Linked DNA regions of Mus musculus: region 1 is linked to region 2. A link is a contact called in public HiChIP or PLAC-seq data. All regions are on one chromosome and are shown on one strand. Each heading gives the region's core, a stretch centred on a gene start, on an enhancer-like site or on the middle of the called end of the contact. The rest is flanking DNA. Distances are from core to core; before and after follow the strand shown. Region 1 has its middle 17 kb from the start of Mapk13. Region 2 overlaps Slc26a8 (solute carrier family 26, member 8).

The links. HiChIP or PLAC-seq counts read pairs in DNA pulled down with a chosen protein or histone mark.
Region 1: a contact with region 2 is called in an H3K27ac HiChIP or PLAC-seq map of the HPC-7 cell line, with 5 times the contacts expected there. The contact joins two enhancer-like sites. A contact is called at or near these places in 1 of 484 Hi-C or Micro-C datasets (embryonic stem cells), 2 of 115 datasets of contacts at active chromatin or transcription factors (the HPC-7 cell line and embryonic stem cells) and 4 of 9 other capture datasets (adipose tissue, embryonic stem cells, liver and 1 more).

The regions. Positions count from the first base shown.
Region 1 is chr17:28,748,596-28,755,179 of GRCm38.p6, reverse strand. No RefSeq gene overlaps it. Among named protein-coding and RNA genes, the nearest start is that of Mapk13, 17 kb to the left of the region's middle. Within about 2 kb of position 4,344, at least 50 of the 459 cell types and tissues checked have an H3K27ac peak or open chromatin away from gene starts, as enhancers often do. A contact at or near this core is called in the HPC-7 cell line, where this site is marked.
Region 2 is chr17:28,654,341-28,661,142 of GRCm38.p6, reverse strand. Slc26a8 (solute carrier family 26, member 8) reads left to right here. Exons shown (of 20, transcript NM_001290320.1): 8 at 1,468-1,550; 9 at 6,151-6,298. Among named protein-coding and RNA genes, the nearest start is that of Slc26a8, 32 kb to the left of the region's middle. Within about 2 kb of position 3,127, at least 26 of the 459 cell types and tissues checked have an H3K27ac peak or open chromatin away from gene starts, as enhancers often do. A contact at or near this core is called in the HPC-7 cell line, where this site is marked.

The sequences.
Region 1 (6,584 bases), core at 3,095-5,594, 93 kb before region 2:
ACTGAGGCCAAGGCATTGGTGGTGCACGCCTCTAACCATCACTTGGGAGGCAGAGGCAGGCAGATTTCTGAGTTCAAGGCCAGCCTGGTCTACAGAATGAGTTCCAGGACAGCCAGAGCTACACAGAGAAACCCTGTCTCAAAAACAACCAAAAAAGAAGGAGAAGAAGAAGAAGAAGAAGAAGAAGAAGAAGAAGAAGAAGAAGAAGAAGAAGAAGAAGAAGAAGAAGAAGAAGAAGAAGAAGAAGAAGAAGAAGAAGAAGAAGAAGATAGGCTGAGGACAGCCTCTGGTTTCCATGTGCCCATATATGCATGTGCAGTAACACAGACACTACAGACACATAGACACACACACAGACATACACACAGATACACACAGACACACAGACACATAGACACATACAGGCAAACATACATAAACACACGAATAGAGAGACACACAGAGACATACCTAGACACACACACATAGACACACACAGATACACATAGAGACACATAGACACACAAACACACATAGCCTTATATAGCATACACACACAGACTCATGAATAAACACAGACAGACACAGAGACATACCCAGACATACACACACAGACATATGAATAGACACACACATATACACACTCAGATATACACAGACACAGAGACATACCCAGATATACACACACATATCTAGACACACACACACACACACACGTTCAAGCCATTAAGTCAACTCTGACCCCGACTGTTGCTTCATACCAGCCTTACCATCTACAATAAGGTCAAAGATCCAGTTTTACCTGAGTTGAGATTGGGGAAGTCTCAGACCACTGAGGGTGGCAGCATGGAACTGTCTCTCTCCCAGCTTTCCCCATCCACAGCATGGAGTTCTTACCTAAGACTGCACAGGTAACCGACCTGTCCCCCCACTTCTCACAGTTGACATACATGGCTGGCTGTCTGTCTGTCTGTCTGTCTGTCTCTGTGGATTTTTCAAGACAGGGTTTCTCTGTGTAGCCCTGGCTGTCCTGGAACTCACTCTGTAGACCAGGCTGGCCTCGAACTCAGAAATTCACCTGCCTCTGCCTCCCTAGTGCTGGGATTAAAGGTGTGAGCCACCTGCCTCTGTCCTTTTCTCTCCTTTTTGGATTCATTTATTTTATGTGTATGGATGTATTTTATGCCCATGTGTCTGTCTGGGCATCACTAGAATGCCTGGTGCCTGCAGAGGTCTGAAGAGGGAGGGGCATGGTTGGAGCCCTTGAAACTGGCGTTAGAGAGTGTTGGGAAGCATCATGTGGGTTCTGGGGATCGAAGCCATGTTCTCCAGTGATCTTACCAATTCAGCCACGTGCCTTGCTTTTTTGAGACTGGATCTCTCAGTGGGACCTGTAACTTGATTCGGCTGGGCTGGCTGGGAGCTATGGAGACCTACCAGTGAGTGGCTGGCCCCCAGAACTACACTTAAGAGCTCAAGTCACCACGCATGGCTTTATGTGGGAGCTGGGGATTGAATCCTGGTCTTTGTCCTTGCATGGCAAGTATTTAACTGAAAGAGTCATCTCCCTACTCCCAGGCTTTGTTTTAATTAATTAGTTTATTTATTCATTTCTTATTCTTTTTTGGTACAATGTCTCATCTCATTATGTAGCTACCTAGCCCTGGGTAGCCTGAAACTTGCTATGTAGACTAAGCTTGGCTAAAACAGAGATCTGTCTCTCTCCTTCTCCATTTCACGAATGCTGGGATTACAGGAGTACTGTCATACCTGTTCAGAACTTTCTTTTTAGAGGCCAAACTCATGTGTGTGTGTCAGTACTTATTTTCATGTGCACTGGTGTTTTACCTGCATGTATGTCTGTATGAAGGTGTTGCAACTGGAATTCTCTGGAACTGGAGTTAAACACAGTTGTGAACCACCATGTGTGTGCTGGTATTTGAACCCAGGACCTCTGGAAGAGCAGCCAATGCTCTTAACCACTGAGCCATCTCTCCAGCTCCCAAGGATCAACTCTTAACCATTGTATCTTATTTCCTCTTAATACGGTTGTATAGTGTAAAATTATAATGACTATTTTCAACAATAAAATAAAATAAAAGACCTTTAAAAATGTAATTTCTGAGTTCGAGGCCAGCTTGGTCTACAGAATGAGTTCCAGGTCAGCCAGGGCTACAGGGTTTATAGAGAAATCCTATCTCAAAAAACAAAACAAAACAAAAACCAAAACAACAACAACAACAACAACAAAATATATATTATTCTAAAATTGGAGAGGTGGCTCAGTGGTTAAGAGCACTACTGGTTCTTCTAGAGGACCCAAGTTTGATTCCCAGCACCTACATCAGGCAGCTCAGAACTGTCTGTAACTCCAACTCCAGGGTTTCAACACTTGCTTCTGACTTCTCTGGGGATCCACACATATGTGCATGCATACATACACACACGCACACACTCACACACACACACACACACACACACACACACACACACACACACACACGCAAGTATTTTTGAGACAGGGGTTCTCTGTGTAGCTCTAGCTGTTCCTGGAACTCACTCTGTAGACCAGGCTGGCCTTGAACTCAGAGATCTGCCTGCCTCTGCCTCTCAAGTGATGGGATTGAAGGCATGCATCACTATATGCAGCTTAATAAAAAGTACATCTTTTTAAAAATCAGGTTTATTTATTCATGTACTTTATTTATATGAGTACCCTGTCTGTATATATACCCACACGCCAGAAGAAGGAATCAGATCCCATTACAGATGGTTGTGAACCACCATATGGTTGCTGGGAATTGAACTCAGGACCCCTGGAAGAGCAGTCAGTGCTCTTAACTGCTGGACCTTCTTTCTTTTTGTTTTTTGTTTTTGTTTTTTGTTTTTGTTTTTTTTTGAGACAGGGTTTCTTGGTGCAGCTCTGGCTGTCTTAGAACATGCTCTATAGATCAGACTGGACTGAAAATCACAGAGATTCTACTGCTGTCCGTGTCCCAAGTGCTAGGATTAAAGGCATGTGCCACCACACCCGGCTAATAAAAATAAACCTTAAAAGGTTAGGAAGAGTCCTATGGGAGTCCTCCATCTTGGTAATCTCCAGCGAGTCACAGAAACCCAGGGATTGAGCACAGAAGCTTGGAGGGCAGTGGTCACTGGGAGCAGGGCTTATGAGCAGTCACTCTGTCCTGCATCTGTAGGTGGGGACATTCCCCACACAGGGCTGCCACAGCCACTATCAGATAGTCATCGGGTGACAAGTCTTTCACAGAGACTCCATCATGCCTGAGCAACGGCTCAGAGGAAATGGATCTGGGTGCCACCAACACTGTAGCTGGGAGTGGAAGAGGCAGCTCAGCAGGTCCAGGGAACACCCAGGACACAAAGGCCTTGGACTTCCCTCATAAACCCTACTGCCTGTAAGCATGCGTCAGGAAGATGTCCATAGGTGCATTCAGCCCGGAAATGGCCTCCAGCAATGGGTACTGGGAGGCTCTGCTCTAGGGGTGGTAGTCATTGCTCACAATTGACTTCTCCCCTATAAAAGTGAGGGAGAGATTTGAAGTAAAAAAAAAAAAAAGACTTTTAGAGGGTTTTATAAGTATGTGTACATATGTGAACCTGTGTGTGGTTATGTGCACATGTGTACCGATGCTCTTGGACATCAGAGACCAGTGGTGTTGGATCCCCTGGAGCTGGAGTCACAGGCCGTTGTCAGCACAATGTGGGTGCTAGAAACTGAATCAGCAGTGAACACTCTTAACTCAGCCATCTCTCCAGGTGTAGGAGGGAGGATGTTTGAGACAGGGTTTCCAATTTGCAGTAAATCTCTTCTTCCTGAGCACATGGATTACCTGGGATGACAGGTACGAAGCACATTGAGGACATCCTTCTGAAAAGTCTGACTTCAAGAAATATGAAAGTTTTTAAAGGGACCATTCATTCATTCATTCATTCATGATCCATCACTCATTCATTCGTTCGTTCATTCATTCATTCATTCATTCATTCATTCATTCATTCAAGGCAAGGTCTCACTAAATAACTCTGGCTGTCGTGGAATTCACTCTGTAGACTGAGGCTGGCCTTGAACTCTAAACTGCCTTCCCCTGTCTCCCAAGTGCTGGCATGCACCACTAGGTCCAGTTGGGAACCTTTCTTTCTGGTATACCAAGCCACCTCTCCAAGTTACAGCAGGCTACAAGATGTTGACCTTCCATGTATTCTCAAGAACAGAGGCACGGGACTCCTGCATGACTTTATTTTACACTGGGGATGCTACTGCCAACTGGTAGTATCTAGAGACCTCTGTGGCTGTTACAAATCAGGGAAGGAAGCGTGGTTGCTGCTGGCATCTAGTGGGCGGAAGCATGGGTGGGGACTACTTGGTGGCCTGCAAAGGAGGGTTCTATGACTAACGATATTCTGGCTGAGATGTCATCAGTGGCTAAGTTGGAAACTCTTGCTTCAGATCCCTCAGAACACTGGTTGTGGGAAAGAAGCCACTTCGCCCTCCCCTCCGGGGTAAGGCTCCTGCAGCTAGGGAGCTAGATGTAGGCTGTCCCACAAAGGGCTATGAGGGATAGGTCCCCAGACCAGGTGGATTTTAAAGATCTTCCTGGTTGATTAAAAACCAGTTGTAGACAAAAGTCAGAGGCGCTGCAGAGGCTTCAGTGTGTGTCACTCTAGGGTTCTCTTGGCCACAGCCAGGCAGAGTGTGCCACTCCCCAATTGGAAGCCTGGGGTGTCCCAATGGATTTGTCACTCAGCATGATTTAGATCTCAGGGTTCCTGATTTAGGGTCATCCAAATGGTGATAACTCTGAAATTCATAATGATCCTGGTCCCAAGCATTCTAGGTAAAAGGGAATCTTCAACCATTACCATTTGTCAGTGACGGGGTGGGGGTGGGGAGATATACTCTAGGCTATCAGTGCCTTATTTCACGCCATGCACCTCACATGACCCCACGTGTGTCTGTGTGGGGCTCTGTTGCAGACGGCCTCTTAGGTTCTCTCCAGGTTTTTCTATCATAGAGAACGTGGTACCCAACCATCGTCCCCTCCCCGACCTGTGCACTTGTAAGGACTTCCGGATGTGTAAAGTAGGTGTTTCCATTTTAAAACACGCTTGGATTATAAAGGACCACCCCTCTTCTTTGCATTATTACCTGAGCCCCCTAGTTTCCTGACAGTAGAGAAGTGATCCACTTGACTGCAGGCACCTGGACTGCATGCTAGCCTATAGCAAAGCAGACCAAGTAGGTCTGATTGCAACTGTCTCCTGTCATGCACATAATGGTTGACCTGGTGGAAGCTGATACTGAAAACTAAAACCTCAAGCAGAGTTATTACAAAGTGGCAAGTTAAACCTTAGTCCACAGTAAGGGAGGTATATCTTTCTGTCTGTGTGTGCATGCATATGGAGGTCAGAGGCGTTATTCCTTAGTCACCATCCACCCTTTACATTCTTTTTCTTATTTAATGTATTTTGTATGCATGTCTCTGGACTATGTCCCTGGTGCCCACAGGAGCCAGAAGTGGGCATCAAATCGCCTGAAACTGAAGTTACAGAAAGTTGTGAACCTGGGCCTTCTGCAAGAACAGCCAGTGTGCTTAACTGCTGAGCCATTTCTCCAGGCCCCACCTTCTGAGGAGGCTGTGTCCTGAAGTAGACTATGCCGGCTAGCCATTGAGCCTGAGAGTCTATCTGTTGCTATACCCCCACCTTTAGGATTGCATGTTGCCGTACCTAAGTATCTGTTCAAGGGTTTGGGGATTGAACCATGTGTTTCTGGCTTTCAAGGCAAGCCCCTTTGTTGACCCAACCATCTCCCAAGCCTATCCTTTGGCTTCTACAAAAGTTCTCTGTGATGTTGCAAAATTCAAATAAGGATACTGAAGGACACTAAATGTTCCATTTGAAAATGGAAACCCAGGATCACTTTGTTCCCGGGATCATAGCTGGAAATGAAGAACACACTTTGGTTGACCATTCTGGGGTAACAGTAGCTAACAAGGGCCCTACCCTTTCCTCTTCCCTCCTGTACTCTAGAGCTACCTACACCTCCACGACAGCTGAAAACCTTTTCTGTCACCTTTGTGGGGGCTCAGGAAAAGAATGGCGTCTACACTTGTGTCTCTTCAGGACAAAAAGCTCAGCTCTGTGAGTGTCCTCAGGTTAGCTGGGAGACCGTGTCATCAAAGCCTGAGAACCTGCTGTGAGGCCCTGCAGCCTTCTCATGCATGATACAGCTCACTAGTTCTGAAGAACAATTTTAGGGTCATGAAGACAGCAGAGTCAAACAGATGTCCTCCCATCCTGCACTCACAGGCACACAACCTAGCCTTCTCTTTGGCAACTTAAAGATAAAAATACATGGTGTATAAAGTTTTAGAGTATTTAGTCAGAAAGCAACTTTTGCTAAACATTAAGCAGCTACCTGGATAGCCCTGCAGTCTTCGCCCCTCGGATTTCAATTGTCATGGTATCAGGAAAGTAGCCACAGAAGATACGTAACAAACTCTGTGGATATTCTCTGATCAAACCAATTACTTGAAGATGTGAAAAACATTCATTTCAGACTGTACAAGAACAGTGCGTGT
Region 2 (6,802 bases), core at 1,878-4,377:
TCATGTGACTATGAAATGCTTTTGTTTATATTTTATTTTTAAATTTAATTTATTATTCATATGTGTATGCCACAGACAAAAGCATAAGTTCTAGAGTGTACATGTGAAAGTCAGAGAAGGATTTGGTGATGTTGCCCCTCTCCCTCCTCTGTGGGTCCAGGGGGCAGATCAGGTTGTTAGCCCAGCACTCAGCAAATGTTTGACCTGCTGAGTCAGTCATATGGGTTGGTTTGTTTGTTTTTCAAGACAGGGTTTCTCTGTGTAGCCCTGGCTGTCCTGGAACTCACTCTGTAGATCAGACTGGTCTTGAACTCAGAAATCCGCCTACCCCTGGCCCCCAAGTGCTGGGATTAAAGGCGTGCGCCACCACCGTCCGGCCAGTCATATGTTTTTGTTTTATAAAAATTTGGGGTTTGCTCAAGTAAGCTTGACAATTGGGATGTTATATATTTGCTTGTACAAGGAGATCTTTGGCATGCCATAGTTATAGTCCATTAAGCTAGTCAACACCTGTTACCACACAGGAATATCTTTTTTTTTGTTGTTGTTCCTTTGTTTTGGTTTAGTTTTGAAACAGAGTCTCACTAGACAGCTCAAGCTGGCCTCTAACTCTCAACCTACCCACAAATTCTGGGATTGCAGATACAAAGCCCGTGGCCAGCCCACAAACACATAGCCTAGTGATTATCTTTTCATTGTGAACATTGAAGATCTATTGCTTTCCCAGTTTCCAAGTCTGCAGTAAACTATTACTAAATGTAGTCACTGGGCTGTACCAGTGGTCTCTACCCAAATGTTTACTTTTTACACATGTATTGTGTATGGAGTGGCTGTGTGGACACATGTATGTTAGAGAGAGCTTGCCCATGTAGGTACATGTCGAGACCAGAGGCAGACATCAGGTCTCCTCCTCTGTTGCTCTCTACCTTGACTTTTCTTTTGAATTTTAAAAGATTTTCAAAAATCCTCTGCGTATGTAGGCATGAGAGGAGTATGTACATATGAATGCCTTCAGAGGCCAGAGGAGGATTTGGGTCCCCTGGAGCAGCAGTCACAGGTGGTTCTGAGCCACCTGATGTGGGTGCTGGGAACGGAATTTGGGTCCTCTAGAAGAACAAACAGGTGCTCTTAAACCCTAAGCTTCCCTGTAGCCCTGGCCTCCTCTGTGTCTCTTTGTTCTTTGGAGACAGAGACTCTCACTGAACCTAGAGCTCTGATTGGCCAGCTGTCCTGTGGGCTCCTGGACATCACCCCACACACACACACACCCGCATCCCTCTGATCCCAACCATGTATCAGAGACCAAAGCAGCTATGGCTTTGGTTCCAATGCCAAAAGGAGTTTGGAGAATGGAAACAGATGGTCCCTCTCTTGTCAGGACGGCCCTCATTTCATTTACTGTCATGCGAGAGCCTCTGAGCCCTCGCTCTGTATTAATCTCACTCGTTTCCTTTTGTCTCCTGTCAGATTCTTGGCTTCAGCTTACTTACAAGCAAGATAACCATGGCCACAGAAAACAGCAAGATGCTGATGAACATGATTCCATACAGGTCAGCCGTCACACTTCCCTCCTCTGTTGCTTTTGGGTTTGGTTTGCTTTTTGTTTTTTCAAGACAGGATTTCTCTGTGCAGCTCTAACTGTCCTGGACTCACTCTCTAGACCAGGCTGGCCCTGAACTCAGAGATCTACCTTCCTCTGCCTCCCAAATGCTGGGATTTAAAGGTGTGCATCACCACGGGGCATCACTCCACTTTTCAATATTGCTTTTCCTTTATTTTTGTAGCAGGGTCTTGCTGTAGGTGGCTCAGCCTCAATCTCCTGGCTCGGCTTCCCCAGGGCTGGGGGGACAGGCATGTGCCCGCATGACTACCAGTTGTTCTCTCTCAGCCTCTCCCCACACAACCTGGCTCACAGTCTTTTCTAGGACTGTTTGGCTACTGCAAAGTTCACTCAGCACACAGGTCCAGTTCCTAGCTTTGTGGGTAGGATCAAGTATAGAACCCAGAGGTTTGTGACCACGAAGCGGCTGCCACGGCGCCTTGTCTCTTCCTTATTCACTGTCTTAGTTAGGGTTTTACTGCTGTGAACAGACACCATGACCAAGGCAAATCTTATAAAAAACAACATTTAATTGGGGCTGGCTTACACGTTCAGAGGTTCAGTCCATTATCATCAAGGTGGGAGCATGGCAGCATCCAGACAGGCCTGGTGCAGGCAGAGCTGAGGAGAGTTCTACGTCCTCATCCAAAGGCTGCTAAGACTGACTTCCCAGGCACCTAGGGTGAGGGTCTTAAGCCCACACCCACAGTGACACACTTATTCCAAACTGGTCACACCTATTCCAACAAGGCCACACCTCCAAATGGTGCCACTCCCTGGTCCAAGAGTATACAAACCATGACACTCACCCTCTGTCACTTCCTTACACGGGCCTGCCAGCTTGTCAGACATCTGCTGAGTACCCATAACACCAGAGACTTGATTCTTTTTTTCTGTAGGTATTATGGGTATCACAGAGGCCCCCCCCCCCTTTCTGGTTAACTTTCAAGAGCAGAATAACAAGGCCAGGCATGTAGTGCCCACATGTAATCCCAGCATTTGGGGGTGGAAGCAAGAGGATCAGGAGTTAAAAGGCTAGCCCTGGCTACATATCAATCATGAGGCTAGCCTGGGCTGAATGAGATACCCCGACCCCAAGTAAAACAACAAAGAGATGGGATGAGAGATGTTCTCTAGTGCCCCTGCTAGGAAACACAGGATTCGGTGTTCAGAAGAGAACTGTTGCTTTGCGTTGCCTACTTGATTGTGGGTTTCAGCTGCTCCCCCATCCCTCTCCCTCCTTTTCTTCGTCTTTAGACTGTGCTGGGATTGAAGCTAGGGCCTCATGCAGGTTAAGCAAGCACTCTGCCATTGAACACCATTTTCCTCTTAATTGGGTAGGTTATCTTTGAGAGGCAGCTCTGAGGAACTCACGGTTCCTCTGCATTCTGTTTCATCTGTCACATGACTCTTGCTACCGCTGGACAGTTGCCAATTTTGAGTTTAATTAGAAAGGACTAGACAGCAGTGTTATAACCCACAAGCAGACTTCTGAAGAATACTGCTTATGACTCCACACTGCACACAGGGGAGTCCCAAAGCCTTGGGGATGTTGGCTGAGCTCCAAGATAACAGGGGGGCTGTTTGATATGATCATGTTGAACCGTGCCTGTATCCTAACTGTTTCCTGTGAAATGCAGTGAGAGCCGAAGAATGCATCTGGCATTCTATTTAATAGCAGAGATGTGATCAGATACCACCTCTATACAATGTTGGGGGGGCTATACAATAACAGAGACATGCTCAGATACCACCTCTATACAATTTGGGGGGGGCAGGGTACAAGGAAAAGTCTGGTGGCAATGTGTGTGTGTTTTCTCTCTCTCTCTCTCTCTCTCTCTCTCTCTCTCTCTCTTTCTTTCTCTCTCTCTCTCTTTCAAGACAGGGTTTCTCTTTGTAGCCCTGGCTGTCCTGGAACTCCCTCTGTAGACCAGGCTGGCCTCAGACTCACAGAGATCTGCCTGCCTCTGCCTCCCAAGAATTTACTTATTTTATGTATATGAGTACACTGTGGCTGTCTTCAGACACAGCAGAAGAGGGTATCAGATCCCATTACAGATGGTCGTGAGCCACCATGTGGTTGCTGGGATTGGACTCAGGACCTCTGGAAGAGCAGTCAGTGTCCTTAACCACTGAGCAATTAGATAAGCTATTGTCTCTTAAATTAGTTAAGCTATTATTTGCTCTATAGGAAAGTCTACCACAACAACAGCATTCCTACATGTGTTAGTATAGAGCTGGTCTCATTGTGGATCTTTTTATTGTTTTCTGGAATGGCATCCAAACATGCAGTCATGTGCATTTGTCTGTTTAGTGAAATGATAAAAAATAATGAAAACAAGCATTTTGAACACACACACACACGACACATATACACATACACATATGCACATACACAGTCACATGTACACACACATACAATATAGACAGATACATATATACATGTACACACAATGCACATATATACATAAACATATACACTTGCACACATAGACACACACATTACATACAAACATATAGCCACACCACATGCACACAACACACACATCCACACTACACGTACATACACACACTTGTACATACACACTGGTACACACTACACACACATACATACACAGAAAGACACACACAGGCACACATGGTTGATGATGGGGAAGCAGAAGTGGAATTCGAAAGATAGGAATTGCAAATAGCAAACAATCTGTAAAAACCTTAGAAGACATTCCCAAGACTTAGAAAGTTATCCAAAGGAATGAAAGATGGAGCATACTTCTGAAATAGCTTTAAAGGATTGTGTTAGCATGAAGATATATATAAGACATCTTACAGATAAGATATATTTATAGACGCTCCCTCCCAAACCATCAGCATTTCCTTTCCTTTTTGGTCTCCTCCTACCGTGCATGCGTGACATTTGAAGGTTAAGTCCCGAGATGAAGCCAGTGCAGTGCTGGTCATTGTCATTATGCGCCTTTATCAGATTTCTTCTGTTTTAGTGAGAGAAACCTTGGCCTGGGGTGGTCTTTTCCTTAGAATCTTCAGTTTCAGGACGTTTCTAGAAAACTGGCCTAATTTCTTCCTTATGTACTTGAATCTACCAGTGAAGTTATATAGGCCTGAAGGTACCACTGTGGGCAGGTTCTTAACTATAACTCTGGTGGGGTTTTTGTTGTTGTTGTTTTCTTTAAAGATTTATTTATTTATTATATGTGAGTACACTGTAGCTGTCTTCAGACACCCCAGAAGAGGGAGTCAGATCTCATTACAGATAGTTGTGAGCCACCATGTGGTTGCTGGGATTTGAACTCAGGACCTCTGAAAGAGCAGTCAGTGCTCTTAACCACTGAGCCATCTCTCCAGCCCATAACTCTGTTTTTATTGTGCTATTTTTTTAGTTTGTTTTTGAGATGTGATCTTAGGTAGCCAAAGCTTTAAGCCTGGCATTGACTCCTGATCCTCCTGGCAAATGTTTATACCCATTTTATACCCAGCTTGTCCTCCAGCTCACACTGCAAGCATCCAGTGTCTCATGCTGGAGGGGGGTCAAGGTGGCAGGGCTTGAAGCACCTGGGCACAGCATTCTGTGTCAGGAAGCAGAGGCTGAGGAGTGCATCATGCTTAGCTCCCTTCTGCACTCACAGTCCTGGGTCCCCACGCGGGAACAGCAGCACCACAGTGGGCAAGTCTGCCCACCTTTGTTAATGCAATGAAGGCAACCCTCAGGGATGCCCAGAGGCTCATCTCCCAGGTGACTCCAGATCATTGAAGTTGACATCACCACCATCACACGGTGTGACCATTGTGTCTATCTGCTTTAGGTGATCTCTCTCTCCAGGAGAACACTTGGTTAATTTGAATCATTCAAAGTATTTATCCATTTATTTGGAATTATCAAATATATTAGTATAAAGTTATCTGTAACACCCTTTTATTATCTTGGTAACATACCACAAAATTCATTCTTTAAAGTGGACAGTTCAGTGGGCCAGGCAAGATGGCATACAGCTGTAGGGCCAGCCTTGGGGAGGTCTAGAACTCCAGATCAGCCTGGGCTACCTGAGATTCTGATCCAAAAAGTAAAAAACAAAAACCAAGCAAACGAGCAAAACCTGTAAGGGAGAAAGTGTGTGTGGAATTTGTGTGTGCCTGAGTGAAGGGCCCTGAGGAGACCCTGTCCTGAAAGTGGAACTAGACGGGGACTTGTGAGCCTTTCAGCTCTAAAGCATTGTAGGTGTAGGGTGGGCCTGGAGCACACACTCCAGAATGTCCTCAGCAGCAGAAGCAGTTTTCTCCACTCACACCTGGTACTTTACAGAGAGGACTCTAAGGTGGGAACAAGGAGCAGAGAACCACCAAGGATGTTCACTTGGCTTGGTTCGTTGGCTGTTTTGACAAGCTGCTGCCTCCATTGCTCTGTTTGCCCTTTATTTGTTAAGAAGGGATAAAAAAGGTGGGGGAGGGATGTGAGGTCAGCCTGGCATAAGGACTGAGAGGGAGAGGTGCAGTATGTGACATCCTATGCCAGCAGTGATTCCACTCTAATGTTACAGCTTCGTGTTCCCTGAGAATCCAGAGTTCGGCATTCTTAGCAGAGTTGTTTTACAAGCCTTGTCTTTATCTTTTGTGAGCTCCTTTCTGCTTATATCTCTGGGCAAGAAGATTGCCAACTTCCATAACTACAGAACCAATTCCAACCAGGTGAGGGCCATGTGTCTTGTTAACTGATATGACTGTTCTCTGATGTGAACCTCCCACCAACATCCCTCTTTCAACAGAGTTGTCGGACCATGACTTGTGCTGTAATCACACGAGACGTGGAGTATGTGTAACCTTGAACCTTCTTGAGTTCACACAAGTATTATTCCCCTAGAATGGATGTGGTGCGGAGAGGTGAAGGGATAACCAGGTGGGGTGACACATGCTTGTTATCCCAGAACTCAGCAAGTAGAGGCAGGCTCAGGAGTTAAAGACCAGCCTGGGCTACAAGAGACCCTGTCTCAAACAATGATGATAGCGAATGATAACATATGGCATGGTGCTGCCAAGCTAGCAGAGCCTCTGTCTTCCGTCCCTATGGCCTCAGAAGCCAGATGAATGCTGGGACACAGGTCACATGAAACAGTACATACAAACCAGGCTGCTTATGACAGGCTTTACCATAATGCCTTGCCTTTTGGTTTTTGCGTTTATTTTTTAGAAAAA